Linked DNA regions of Rattus norvegicus: region 1 is linked to region 2. A link is a contact called in public Hi-C data. All regions are on one chromosome and are shown on one strand. The core of a region is the stretch at or near the end of the contact, and the rest is flanking DNA. Distances in the headings are between cores, read along the strand shown.

Region 1 (6,421 bases), core at 2,413-4,912, 120 kb before region 2:
AAAAGACTGACCTTTCTAACAAGAGAAAATAAACCTGAGCCTCGGACAGGAGCAGGAAGGGCATCTAGTCAACAGGTAGCACCCACAAAAACACCATGGTGTCTCTAGGTTTCCCTATACTCCGCCCAGTGGAGCAGAGAATAGACCAAGCCTGGCCGTGACTTCTCAGATGCAGGACTTAAGACTAAAAGCACAGAAGAACTAAGCCCTCGAGTTTATCTTGCACCTAACTGCATGACCTGTACCTCTGGGGGTGGAGGTGGGGGGTTATTTTGTTTGTTTGTTTCTTTGTTTTGTTTTTTTTTTGGGGGGGGTTGTTGTTGTTGTTGTCCCAAAAGGCCACAAGAGGTGCTGTGGCAGCTGCCTACCTCTCCTCTGTGGAGAAGACGAATTTCCTAAGCTTCAGGTCCCCCAGCACAATGGCTGACTGGTGGCAGTGGGCAACGGCGGAAACAATTTGCTTGAAGAGCCGAGCGGCCTCCTCTTCCCGAAGCCTTTTCCGGCTTCGTACATAGGAGTGCATGTCTCCAAAGTCCTTCTCAAAGAAAACGTAGGCCTTGCTCTCCCCGAGGATCACTTCCACGATGCCAGTAATGTTTCTATGGGACGGCAGCTGGGTGTAAGGCCTGATTTTGTCTTGGTAGTGTTTAATGGGAAACACCTGCGGAGAGAAAGTCACCGGTTTAAGGGACTAGAAAGTCAGGGGGCTGCCTCCCAGGGCCTATATGACCTTGGTCTGGAGTTCTCAATCTCTGTCTTTCAATGGCAATAAGCCCCATTCATATATTCTATTCTCTCTACCCATCTTGAAGCTCCAGCTGCCATGATGCCTTTAAAACTAGCTATGACAGGGTTGGGGATTTAGCTCAGTGGTAGAGCGCTTACCTAGGAAGCGCAAGGCCCTGGGTTCGGTCCCCAGCTCCGGGACCGAACTTGGGATCTGGGCTAGCACACTACCAAATGACTTGGGATCTGGGCTAGCACACTACCAAAGCCTAACCCTATTGTAGGATGATTGGAAGAATTGCCTTCTGCACATGCTTTTCTTTTTTAAGGGTCATCAGCTCCTGGCAGTCAAGCCCAGCTCCCTGATGTAACTCTTCCTAGCAGACAGTAAGTGGCCTGTGCAATGTACCCCGGCATCCCTAAGGGTGAAAAAGCAGCAGCTAAACATGCATGTGTCTCCTTGCAAACCCAGGAGGCTCAGCAGTGCTCAGTTAAGGAATGTGGTGACTTTGCAGCCTCCATGGGGAAGCTGAGGCAGCAAACACGCAGAGCTGTCATTAGTCAGAAGGAACTGATGACTTAGAAGGAGAGACTGACAAAGCAGCCTTATGCCTCCTGCCTATGGTTGTGACTCAGGTCGAAGTAGCCTGGAAGCCCTCACAGGAGGGGATAGACACCTCTATACAGTCTTTTTTTTCCCATCTGTTTGTTTACTGGACCCCCACCCTGGCTGTCCCACCCCCAGAATGGGTAGCAAATCCTCTAAGAAGCTGGTTGGTCTCTTTAAGGGCCTTTTGTTCAGTCTGGTTACTCATATCCTAGACGCAACTGGAAATGGTGACACACGGGCTGTCACCATCTGGATTCAGCTATTATCTGCTCGGAGGAACTGGAAGGGGTTGCACAATGACCCAGACCCACCCCACCTCTGAGGTGGCTGCTCTAGTACCAACTGGGGGGAAAAAAATCTCTCTGCTGCCCTCTCCTCCCGCCCCATCCGTTTCTTTCCCAAAACTGTTCTCATCCACCAAGAAGAGTTTTTCCTCTGGGCTTGACCACGCGTCTGAGATTTCACGCGGGTGGACAGTAGGTGGCAGCAGCAAACGGGGAGGAGGGGCGCGACGCGGAGGGGGGGGGTTGGAGTGGGGGAGGCTTTCAGGTGAGTTGTTGGAAACCCAGATGCCACTTTTAACTCCAGAAGAATGAAAGGAGTCGGTGGGGCCCTCCGTGGCCCGGAGACAGGATGTCCGACTCACAAAGCGCAGACTGCGCAGCCGTCCTCGGCTAGGCGCTCTCCGGGAGAGCCCGGCCATCCTGTATCTAGTTGTACTCCTTCCTAATGTTGCAAGGAAAATTGCCGGCCTCAAACTAAAGCGAGTGGAAGCGAGCCACTGGAAGTTTTCCAACAGTCCGACGCTGGCCATAAGCCCTCCCAGGCCTAAGACCACCCCCTCCTAACACTTCCTGGGGTGGGCTGTATTCTGGTCCCAACCGGAGTTCAAGTCCAGAATCCCCCAGGTAGAAGCCCCACTCCGGTCTATGCAGAAACCATGCCGCGAACCTCCGGCAAAAAGATTGCCAGTTGCTCCAAGTCCCGAGGAAGGTACCCACTGCAGGGCGTCCTTCCAGGACAAGGGGGAGGAGGGGGATGAGAGCAGGGCAATGGCATGGCCCTGGAATCCATTGCAATTCCAAACTTAAATGGAACGCCAGGCGCCAAAGAACAGAACAGAGATAAAAGAACCGAACCCTGCACTTCCTCTAGGCCGCCGAACTTTCACCATTAACATCCACAGGAAACCCCTCAACCTCCAAAAAGACGAAGCTGACCAAAATACCCTCCTTATCCGACTCAATGCCCTTATCTGTTTTGCCAGAGCCAAGCGCTGGCGGGAGCGTGGTCCGGGTGGGTTGGAACTTAAGCACTTCTGTGGACTATCCAGACCCGCAACCTCCGCCCCAGGATGCTTACCTTGCAGCGCAGCTCGCGGCCGGTGTGGATGCACAGTGCCCGGGACACATGCTCGCGCTCAGCTAGGGGTAGCAGCAGGTAGTCGGCGATTCGGCTGGGCCCGGGTGCGCTCACACAGCTGCCGCCGGTCCCCTGCGCCGAGGGTGGAGGCTGAGGACTGCAGGGCGAGCCGGGGGGACTGAGGTAGTCAGGGGGATTCGAGCACTCAGAGAGGCGCGGACACTTGGCCGCCACGGCCGCCGCGTCGTCCGTGTCCAGCAGGCGTTTGGCCGGGGTGCCCCGGGCAGCCGGGAACAGTAGAGCCGGTCCGCGGGGCTGCGAGGCGCCGCTCAGGGCAAAACGCACGGGACCGACCCGCATCGCGGCCCTGGCCGGAGCGGCCCCGGCTTTGTAAATCCCTGGATCCGCGCTACGACTTCCAGTCCGCGGGATGGAGTCTGCAGATAGAGCTTGGATCGGTCCCCAAAAGGAGCAAAACGAGAGCAGTTCCAGGACGCTGATGTTGTACACGAGAACCACACTGGCCACGCGTCCAAGGGTGGGAGGCCGGCTAAGGTCCCCAGACCCCGGCAGGCACCAGGTCTGGACGCCTCGCTGGCGGTGGCGGCCGCTATTGTTGCCGAGACCGTGGATAGCCCGGGACGTGGAGGCCGCCCGAGTTCCCGGGTGCTGAGCCTGGAGGACAGATTCCGCAGGCTCGTTGGCTTCACCGAGCAAACGCACTTCCCAAAGCAATTAGTCTTGAGTAAAAGCCGGTGCAACTTTTCCGCGCCGCTCGGGATCCTGCGCGCTCCTGGGCTCCAGGCGTGTGAGCGAGCGAGACGCGCTTAGAGAGAGTGACTGAATATGAGTGTGTGCCGCACTGATCCCGGCCAGTGCACTCCTTCTCCTTTTCCTCCACCTCCTCCGCCTCCCGGTGACTCACGCTGTATACACACACACACACTCACAGCCCGGGCTGTGTAAACAGTTGGGAAGCCGGGTTGTGCAATGAGGTGGCAGCGACGACTCCGGCCCCGTCGCCCGGCTAGCAGTCACCGGAGCGGAGGGAGGAGACTTAGGGGGAGAGGAGGTGGAGTTGGAGGCTGGGACAGTAGGGGTGGCCGGAGGCCTGGAGATGCTCCCGACCGCGCGCGCCTAGGCGCAGGTGGGAACGTCCTGGGACGCCTTGGGCGCGCACACGCCCCCCTAGGTTGGGCTGGGCAGCAGGCTGCGCGCGCCCTACCGCAGGCCCGCGGGCTGGTAGCCCAGGGAGGAGGCGGAGGAAAAGCTCCCGTGACGTCAGGTTCCCGGGGAAGTGGGCGGGAGGGGCGGGGCAGCGGGGGCGAAACGACTGCGGATTGGTGCACGCGCATCATTCACACAACACAATGGATCCCGAGCTCCGGGCGTCCGCGCGCACCTCCAGGCTCCGCACCGGCAACTGGCTGCGACCCAGCGGTCACGCCTTTACCCTGGTGGGTTCCCCCCGCCGCTCTGCATTCTGGGGAGCTCCCGGTGGAGCTGTGGGCGCCGCCGAGTCGCGGCTGCAGCCGGAGGAAGGGGCGAGAGGAAAGGTGATGAATTCCATTATCAGTCATTCACCCCCACGCGGTAGTTCCGGGGAAGACCTGTGCGTGGTAGTGAATGTGGCTTTTTTTTTCCCCTCTTTTCCTGCCCCCTCCCAACTCTAATCCCCAGCGTCTGTTCGCTTCCACAAATAGAACCTTCTGTTGGATGAAATAAAAGCAAACACTGGGCCTTCTGCTCTGCCTCCACCTCCACGCCCCTCCCGCGCCTGCCGCCCGCCCGGATTGCACGGAAATAGCCTCTCCAAGCTCCTGGGCCGCCCCTTCGCGGTGACTCGCAGAAAGAGCTTCCTGAGCTCCGGCCGGTGGGAAACAAAGGATGTGGGGAACTGGCGGAAGGAGCCCACGTGGCTGGCGCCAGATTCCTGTCCCCTCCAGCCTGCATACGCGCCGGAGGGTCTAGGGCGCCAATGCGGCCGGGAGTATTAGATACTGAGCTACGGGTCATTCTATCCACTGCTTGGGATACTAGGTCGCGTGTATACGTTCATGCAGTTTTGAGTTGTGTAAACAGCTTGCAACCACATTTTGTGTTGCTGGGTTTTGTTTGTTTGGCTTTTTTTTTTTCTTTCTTCCTCTCCACTTCTTTCGCAAACCAGGTCAGTTTGGAGTCTGGATCCTCACGAAGCATAGAAACTATTATCAAAATCCTTTCTTGTATTTATGCTGAATAATTAATTTTCTAAAACCAGGTCAAGCCCAAAAATAAATCCTTTTCATTATTAATTCTCCAGCCATTCAACAAACGCTAATTAAGCATCTCCAAGGGTTAGGCGCTGGGGATTAGGAGACTTAAATTGAAACAGTAATGATAATTGGCATCAGTTGTGGCGTGAGGGGGCGGGGGGGGGGCAGGCTCCTTGTTCTCGGCACTTGTATTTGGTATGCACTTTAGTTTTTGCACTCACTTTATAGGGTTACATTTTGCTCCATTTGATTCAAAAACAAAAACAGAAGCCTAGAACCCTTAACCTCCTTGCTGTGATTCAAAGACTACCGGAAGCAGTCAAGCTCTCCAGCACTCTTATAAACTCAGAGGAGACCACAACTTGCCAAGAAAGGAACCGTTAAGGAGGCCTCCGTCAGATTATGAGAACTGACCAGAGGAGAGCTATCTATGAACAGCAGCTTGGCCAGGAGAGGGAGGGATGCACAGAAGGGCAGGGCACTCTCCCCGAAGGGAGAATCTTGACAGGTTGTGGGGATCGAGGGTGTTTAGGACATAGCGCTAGATGCTAAGGTTTTTCTACCTGGCAAGATTCTCTCCTGAGCTGCCGAGCTGCAAGCTGGGCTTGTCGCTGGATAATGAACCCAGTACTATTATGGGTATCTTAACCTGAATGCTGTAACTTCCCTTTAGCCTCTTCTGGGAGAGACAACACCACAGAGCACTGTTGCCATGAGCTGAACAGGGACCCTCTTCTATCCTGCTCAGCTCCCTGATGGCCTTCACAAACTCACTGGGCTTTTTTGCCCAGTATGACCAGTGGGAGGCTCTGGAAGACCATGAGCAGGTGGGAGGCAGAAGAGAGTTACCAGGATTCATCCTTCTCCCTGCTTGGGCATCCATCGATAGCAACCTCTCTGTGTGATGATTGTCTGGACAGCTGCACTCCTCTTAGAGACTAGATTTTTCTCCCTGGTTGCTGCAAGGGAATATCATTGCTGTGACTGAAAAGGGCCGAGCTGCCCCTCACGGGAGGTCCACATCCAATGACTGTATGGTGGAAGGATAAAGCCCAGTCCATTTGCTAGGACCTGGATTACCTCTGCATTCCCCGTTTCCAAGCTTCCAGCTGGAGGAACAGAAACCTTAGATTTCAGTAAGCCTAGCTATTCCTCCTGCCCTATCCAGCTCTTTTCCTGCCTTCCCTTGCTGGGCACCTCATCCTCCATTCTGTTTCTCATTTCCAGTGGAGTATACTGCCTGGGGAGCCTAGTCCATGGGATCCTCTCTGCTGGGACCCAGCTCACTCCAAGGATTCTGGTCTCCTGGGATCAGGTGACATCATCTTATCCTCCAGTCCTAGGGTGACAGCAACTTCCTGATGCTAAATTCTGAGTCACCCACAGGACTATTCTTTGTTCTTTGATTTCTGCTCTTTGGATACTTTTGGAACTAGTTCCCCATAGGAAATCCATCTTGGTAAATTTG
Region 2 (6,541 bases), core at 73-2,572:
GCCTGGACAGCTGTTGTGATTTTTTTTTTTCCTAGAGTTTCACAAAGACAGATTTCAGTGAGGTTTTTAAAAATAAATGACACAGGTGTTATCTATGAGTCAATCAGCACATTAGCTATAAAAATAATGATGTTAGTTAGGGAAATGGGATTTTCAGTGTTTCAATCAATCTATTTTCATTTGGTTGTATCCCCCACTCCACCACCAAATAAAAACTAGCTTCTCCTGGGACTAACTAGGATATCCCAGTCTAGGTTATTGCTCTAATATTATCACATAATGAAATGATTCAACAAGGCCCTTTCCAGAGACTGAAATCCCAGCAAAACTGATCGGGCACTGTCCAGACAGTATACAAATGCTCTCATGCTCAGTATAATGTTTTCTTTCAGGATGTTTAGAGATATTGGAGGCAACTTAATGTCTCGAATAGCAGAAGCAACAGAGATAGCTGAAATTCCTGAACACACATGAATGACTTCTCGTGGGGTCCAGAAGTGCTGGGCCAAAACGGAATAGCTCTACCCCATGTCTTCACTTTTGAAACAAGGCTGCACACCAAACACTTTGCATTTGTGAAACCTTTATATGCATTTATGGGTAATTACATTTTATCTTTGGGTTTTCTCACCCTTATTGATCTTCACAGAGATCCACCCAGCAGTGTCTTGTGGGCACAATTACTAACAGGCACAGCTGTGGTTGGACTCAGACTTTCTAAGTTCAGGCCTTTTGTAATTAAAAACAGTAGCAACAGCAGGAGTTAATAATTGTAATGCATTTGCCATGTGTTAAGGGTCCTGAATATTTTGAATTATTCAAATTATTAAAAATATTGCATAAAATTATCTTTAGCCCTCATGTATAGGGTATATATTGAAAACAATGTTAATGAATTTTAAGTTGAAACTTGGGTCCTGTCCCTAATTTACCGAATTATGTACATGCAAAAAAATGATGATATCTGAAAAATCCCCCAACACTGTGGTTCTGAGTCCTTTGGATAAGGGATACTTAAACCTGTAAGATTACTACTTAGAGAAGCAGAAAGCAAGATCACAGAGAGCAAAGTAACATGGCCACAATAACACTGTGGTCATGCCAAGGTGTAAGCCAGGCCCAGGCTTTACACTTGCTCCCTCAACAGTTCTGCTAGACTGACCTCCAATAGCACAGCTGTGCTCATCAAAATCTCTCCCTTTCCATCCATGACTCAAGCAAAATTACTTGCAAGAAGCCAGAGTCCAGGGCTGCCCAAGAGGCTCCACACGGCTACACTCATGTGTGCAGCACAGGTCCCGGGCACTGTGGTCTCTTGCTCCTGCACAGTGGAAGACACTTTGCAGACACGGGCTGGTTAGCATTCTTACTGCCTAAGCTCTGGGTGTCACACAGCTGGCGTACTGAAATGGACTCTGGAAATAACCAAGTCTTCACCAGCATAGAGTGGAGTATTAACTTCCTCTGGGTTATAACTCTCTGAAGATTAAAACACAAAATCAACAATTTGAAAAGCTAACTACTGACCCTGAAATCAGGGAATTAGCATACCACATAAGACCTACCAATCATTTATAACCTATAATTTGTAAATAGGCTTTGTTCAGCTACAGTGCTTTGAAAAACATAAGCAGTAGTGAATATTTAAAAAGCAAAATTCCAATTTTCATTTTCTCTAGAAAAACTATCATCGAGAGCAGCAGGCAGGGCAGGGCAGGGCAGCTGTTCTTCAGCACAGTCCTACAGAGGCAGCAGACTGCTCGTGTACTGTGCATCCCAGACCCTGCGGTGCAGAGAGCCACTCAGAGGATGAGCTGCAAGTGTACCAGAGCCCTTGCAGATCCCTGCTCTCCTCTCAGTACACTCTGCCAGCCTTGCTGTGTAATGCAGTAAGTGAGATTATAGACTTGGAGTGACTGTGATCGTTAATCTTCACTGTCAACTTCACTTGATTTAGAATCACCATGGAAACACGCCTTTGAGTATGTCTATGAGGGTATTTCCAGAAAGGTTCAACTTAGAAGGGAAGACTTATCCCTGAATATGGACAACTGCTGTTCATGGCTTTAGGATAAACGATCCTTCCTACTATGTTGCCCACTCTGCAATGTGAGGGAAACTAGCTAACTAGATCATACCCACAGACTTTATAGAAGAAAGCCAGTCACTGGTCAAAAGCTTGGAGTCCTTTAAAGCCATTCTACCTTGTTTATGATTGTCATAAAGATTACAGGCAAGGAGAAAGGCTGGGGCTGCATTCACTGGCCCATTCTGGAGGTGCCATCAGGTTTCTTCCTGGAAAATGACTATGGCCTCCTGCCTGTAGCTGTGCCACTGACTTTCGTCAGGCAGGGTCAGGATGCAAGCCACCTGAGAAATTATTAAATTTACACACAGAGTCACAGACGAACTACACCTATAATGAAATGTCCTTCACCAAATTGGATGTTCTAGTGTTTCTAATTATTTCTAACTAATAGTGTTTCCTCAATTAGTCAATAAGTCCCTACTAAATCAAGTGCCTGAAATAAGTAATCTACATAATTTAAGGGCTTTCTCCTGTCTGGGTCCCAAACAACTACTAAAAGCACATGTGGGGGTAAAAGTATCACTAGAATGAGTCATCAGAACGGTTTATACTATAACCAGTTGAACTTTAAATAGAAGCTTTTAATTTTAAAGTGAGGTTAGCACAACCATTTCTAAATGGTATTTTTTGTCTTAATACTGTGTACAATGAGAGGCAGTAGGTAATGTTCACATTGTTAAAAAGAAAATCCTGATTGTTAGAATGGCTGCAGTCAACCCGGTTGTATTGTTTCAAATAAGCAGATTGCACAAAGGTTAATAAAGTGTTCAGTGAAAGAGCACAATAGGGCTAGCAGATGCTAGCAGGGCCCCTCCGTGAATTAGAACAGCTCTGGGAATCCAAATCTTCTTCCACATTTATAAGGGCTGTTGCTGAAGAGGCACTTGGGCCTCGTTCTCTCTCCTCAGAAGTCAAAGAAAAGGTTTATCAGGAACTCTCGCCAAGAGTGGGAAGGGTTAACTCTTGGCTAGCTCACAGTATCCATGCTCCTGCCTGTGCTACTAATAAGGAAGTGCTAAAAAATGACCATCACCATGTGTTAACTGATAGCTTTGGGGTGTTACAGAAACAGTTCTCAGCTATGTGTCCTTCAACAAACCACCACCAACTACTAGATGAGAACAGAAAGGTGGCTTCTGCCCTTGGGGAACTTATCCGGGGGCAGGAAATAAGAAGTGGCAAATGACTGCTGTGGTAGCTCACACCTGCAAAACTCAGCATTTAGGGGACTGAGCCAGGACTGGTTTGTGTTCCAGGCCAGCCTGTGCTACACAGTGAGACTTTCTCAACAAACCAAAACCAAAACAGGGACAAATAACACCAACAAACATGGTCCCTATCCGTGATCCTACAGCTGTCACCAATGGATGGGGCAGATGACAGGACTGAGTTTACCAAGCCATTCGTCTCCTCCGATGTTACTTTCATAAGGACAAATACTGTTGTGGCTGATGAGAGATCACTTTAAAGGGGGGGGGGAGCGTTAGAATTGTAAAATGTCCCTTAACAAGGAAGCTATCTATTGAAATGGCAGGTGAGCAAGGGAAGCAGCCAGTGCTGAACACGTGTACACTTATTTCCTGACAAGGTCGGATGACACACTAGACTATTTTTAAAAATTATATGCTAGGATTTCAATCTGACTAGTGATTCAACTCAACTTCAAAAAAGGAGGAAGCTCGCACAGTCTTTCTAGCTCATTAAGCTCCTGCTATTCCTGTCAGTCAGTGCCCTAACCCTAGACCTTTGCATTTGCTGCAAACTTAAGCAGCCCTGACATGACTTACTCTGCTCCACAGACTTCATTCTCTCGCTTAACAAAATGTTTGTATCACAACAGACCTCACTAAACATTTATTTGGAGAGGAGACCCACTATGGTCCCAGAACTTTCAGTAATGAGACCTTTCCATGAGGAAGCTTTTCTCACATCAGCATGGAGAAAGTTAAGGTTCCCGCTGTCTGGCCCCACCAGCCATGTGCTTGCGCAGGGGAAAACCCAAGCCTTGAGCTATCTCAGAGCTCCATCTGTTCTCACTGCCTCAAGCTACAGCTCAGCTCCCAGGTGCACCGAACCACATCTATCAAAATATTTACCCCTAAAATAGCTCTGTAATAAGAGCGGAATGTCCTTTTTGATGATTTCCTTTGAAAAATACATATGTATTTAACTGGCAACTCCAACCTTTCAGACACGAATCTATTTAATAAAAGCCTCCCTTCATGCTGGCTACAGTTGCTCTACTATAGAACTTACAAGCACAGAACTTAGCATAAGCTTCAATTCCACACGGGTCTGTTCTGACTCCAGTTCCATCACGGCCTCCATGTGGTGGTAGGGACAGTGTGAGCCTTTAACAGAAATGGCACACTAATGCTGCGAGCTGCCCGTGAAAGCTACATGACTTCTTGGCAGTTTTTGGACAGGTTCAGGTGAGTTTCAGCATCTGGGACTACGATCTATGTTACAGATGGAAAAAGCAAAATATCACCCAAAGAAAGAGGAAAGAGGTTCTCCGGACTGAAGCAAAAGCATACCAAAATCTACCCACCTTCCAGCCTCAGCACAGTGGAAATACTTCTACCATACTGTCAAGGCATAATCAGTTCCTAAAACAATGGCTCAGCGTTTGAGTCACCCAGAGCGTGAAGGGCAAGTAAAAGGTCAGTTCCGGCATGCTCCACAAAAGCAAACAAGGAGCAGGAGGAGCTGTGCCAGCACCATACAGGCCTTGGCTGTTACTGCCAGGGCATGGCAAATGAAGATCTTGGCTTCAGGCTTCTTCAACCCTTGTGTTCTGCCTTCAAGCTTCTCCAGACTCTCCCAACTTCCTCCCCTCCAAAGGAAATCAGGGAAGGGTGGGAACAAACCTGAGAGAAGGGCCAGGACGATTGCTCAGAACCACCCCCTCCATGGCTCTGGAGAACCCAAAGATGGTGCAGCATCTCCAGAACAAGTGGCACTAGTTCCCAGAAGCACCCGCAATTCCCTCACTAGTAGTTACCAGAGCACCTTTCTCTCTCCGTCCAGTTATCATCTCACTATAATCAATTAAAATCTATGCACATGGTGAACCCTGACTATTTTTTAAGAGCCTGAGTATGTTTATATTTTAGGTTCTCTGCCACTGACATGATATTTAACATCAAAAGTTGTACTAAAAATTCAATTAAAATAATTTTCTGGCAAATTTTCAAAGAATTTTTGCACTTTTTTTTGTCTTAGAACTACTTAGTGACTGGTTATTTGTTTAATGTATAGTCTGAAGAGATTTCTTAGTAATCACATGTGAGTTAAGCATTTAAAGAAGATAACAAAAATCTTTGTTTATATGCAAACATATGCATGTATTTATCTGCAAACACATTTAAACCTGTCTTGCTTTTGAGGTCTTACAAAGAGGCTTCTCAGTTACCATAGTCCTCATGTCTAAGGACTATCAGTGCTTGACTGGAGACAGGCAGGCCACTGGAGAAGGAGGCCCTCTGCCCTCTGCAGGGAACAACGGAAAGATGCCAAGTGAAAGCTGAAGGGAAGCCTGGTGGCTGAAGAAGTTACCTGAACCCACGTCCCAGAGCCTCAAGCTCAGAAGACAGGAATAGGTCACCACGAAACAATCCCTTAGTATGGCCAACAAGGGTGACATAAGAGAAGAAACACTTCCATCCACTGAGAACTCATAACCTGTCTGAGGTTGTAAGAGCCAGGACTGGCATACGGAGTGTGAGACAGAAAACGAAAACTGTCAGAGACCCCAAATACCGGAGCCCTTCATGTGAGCAGTGTCAGGGACTTATAACAGGACACAACCACTCACAGTGCCATTTCTGTAGACAGATACCCACGAATGAACAGTGCCATGGAAGGTTGGGGCATACTAAGGCTTTGCAGAAGTGATGGCAGCACTAACGTCATTGGGATTCTAGGGATGAGAAGAAAACGGATGGTGATGAATATACACAATGAAAAAGAGAAACGCACACCTGTGTACACAACAGCAGCAGAGTCCCATCTACTCTCCTTTGTCTTTCGGCTTCTGCTCTGTTCAAATGTTCATGGACTTTCCACCATGTCAGACACTGTAGCAGGCACTGGGTACATCATCAGGAAAATACATGAAAAGTGCGCTCTTGTCTAAGTGATATTCTGTAGCCAGAGACAGGAGGGCAGTGGACTGAGCAGGTGATTCAGAATGACAGAAAGTAAAGCAAGATGTAGGTCCTGAAAACAGCCAGCCCTTCCCTCAGCAGAAGCAAGGGAGAAGAGGACTTGATGCCACAGGGGGAACAGGGAATGGGCTGAGGAACAGTATGGCAGCAGGGAAGATTCGAACGAGTCCAGCTGTGCTCAGCTGGTAAGGGCCTCCTGGCAGACTGTATAACCAAGCCATGCCTAGCAGTAGTGGCTGGCTTACAGGGCCAGGACACGGACAGGTTAAGTGGTCTTTATCTG

Evidence for each region. A called contact is a pair of places that touch in the nucleus more often than the background predicts.
Region 1: a contact with region 2 is called in a Hi-C map of psoas muscle, with 2.0 times the contacts expected there. The contact joins the promoter of Trib1 here to the enhancer-like site in region 2. A contact is called at or near these places in 4 of 12 Hi-C or Micro-C datasets (kidney, liver, mammary epithelial cells and 1 more).

Annotation. Positions count from the first base shown.
Region 1 is chr7:93,093,242-93,099,662 of GRCr8, reverse strand. It overlaps Trib1 (tribbles pseudokinase 1), which reads right to left and starts at 3,662. Exons shown (of 3, transcript NM_023985.1): 1 at 2,699-3,662; 2 at 369-661. The coding sequence starts at 3,058. LOC690120 (hypothetical protein LOC690120) reads left to right here and starts at 4,070. Exons shown (of 2, transcript NR_131067.1): 1 at 4,070-4,254; 2 at 4,402-4,992.
Region 2 is chr7:92,973,027-92,979,567 of GRCr8, reverse strand. The region is part of intron 4 of Nsmce2 (NSE2/MMS21 homolog, SMC5-SMC6 complex SUMO ligase); the gene reads right to left. It also overlaps the pseudogene LOC134479617. Among named protein-coding and RNA genes, the nearest start is that of Trib1, 120 kb to the left of the region's middle. Within about 2 kb of position 1,322, at least 6 of the 93 cell types and tissues checked have an H3K27ac peak or open chromatin away from gene starts, as enhancers often do. A contact at or near this core is called in kidney, where this site is marked.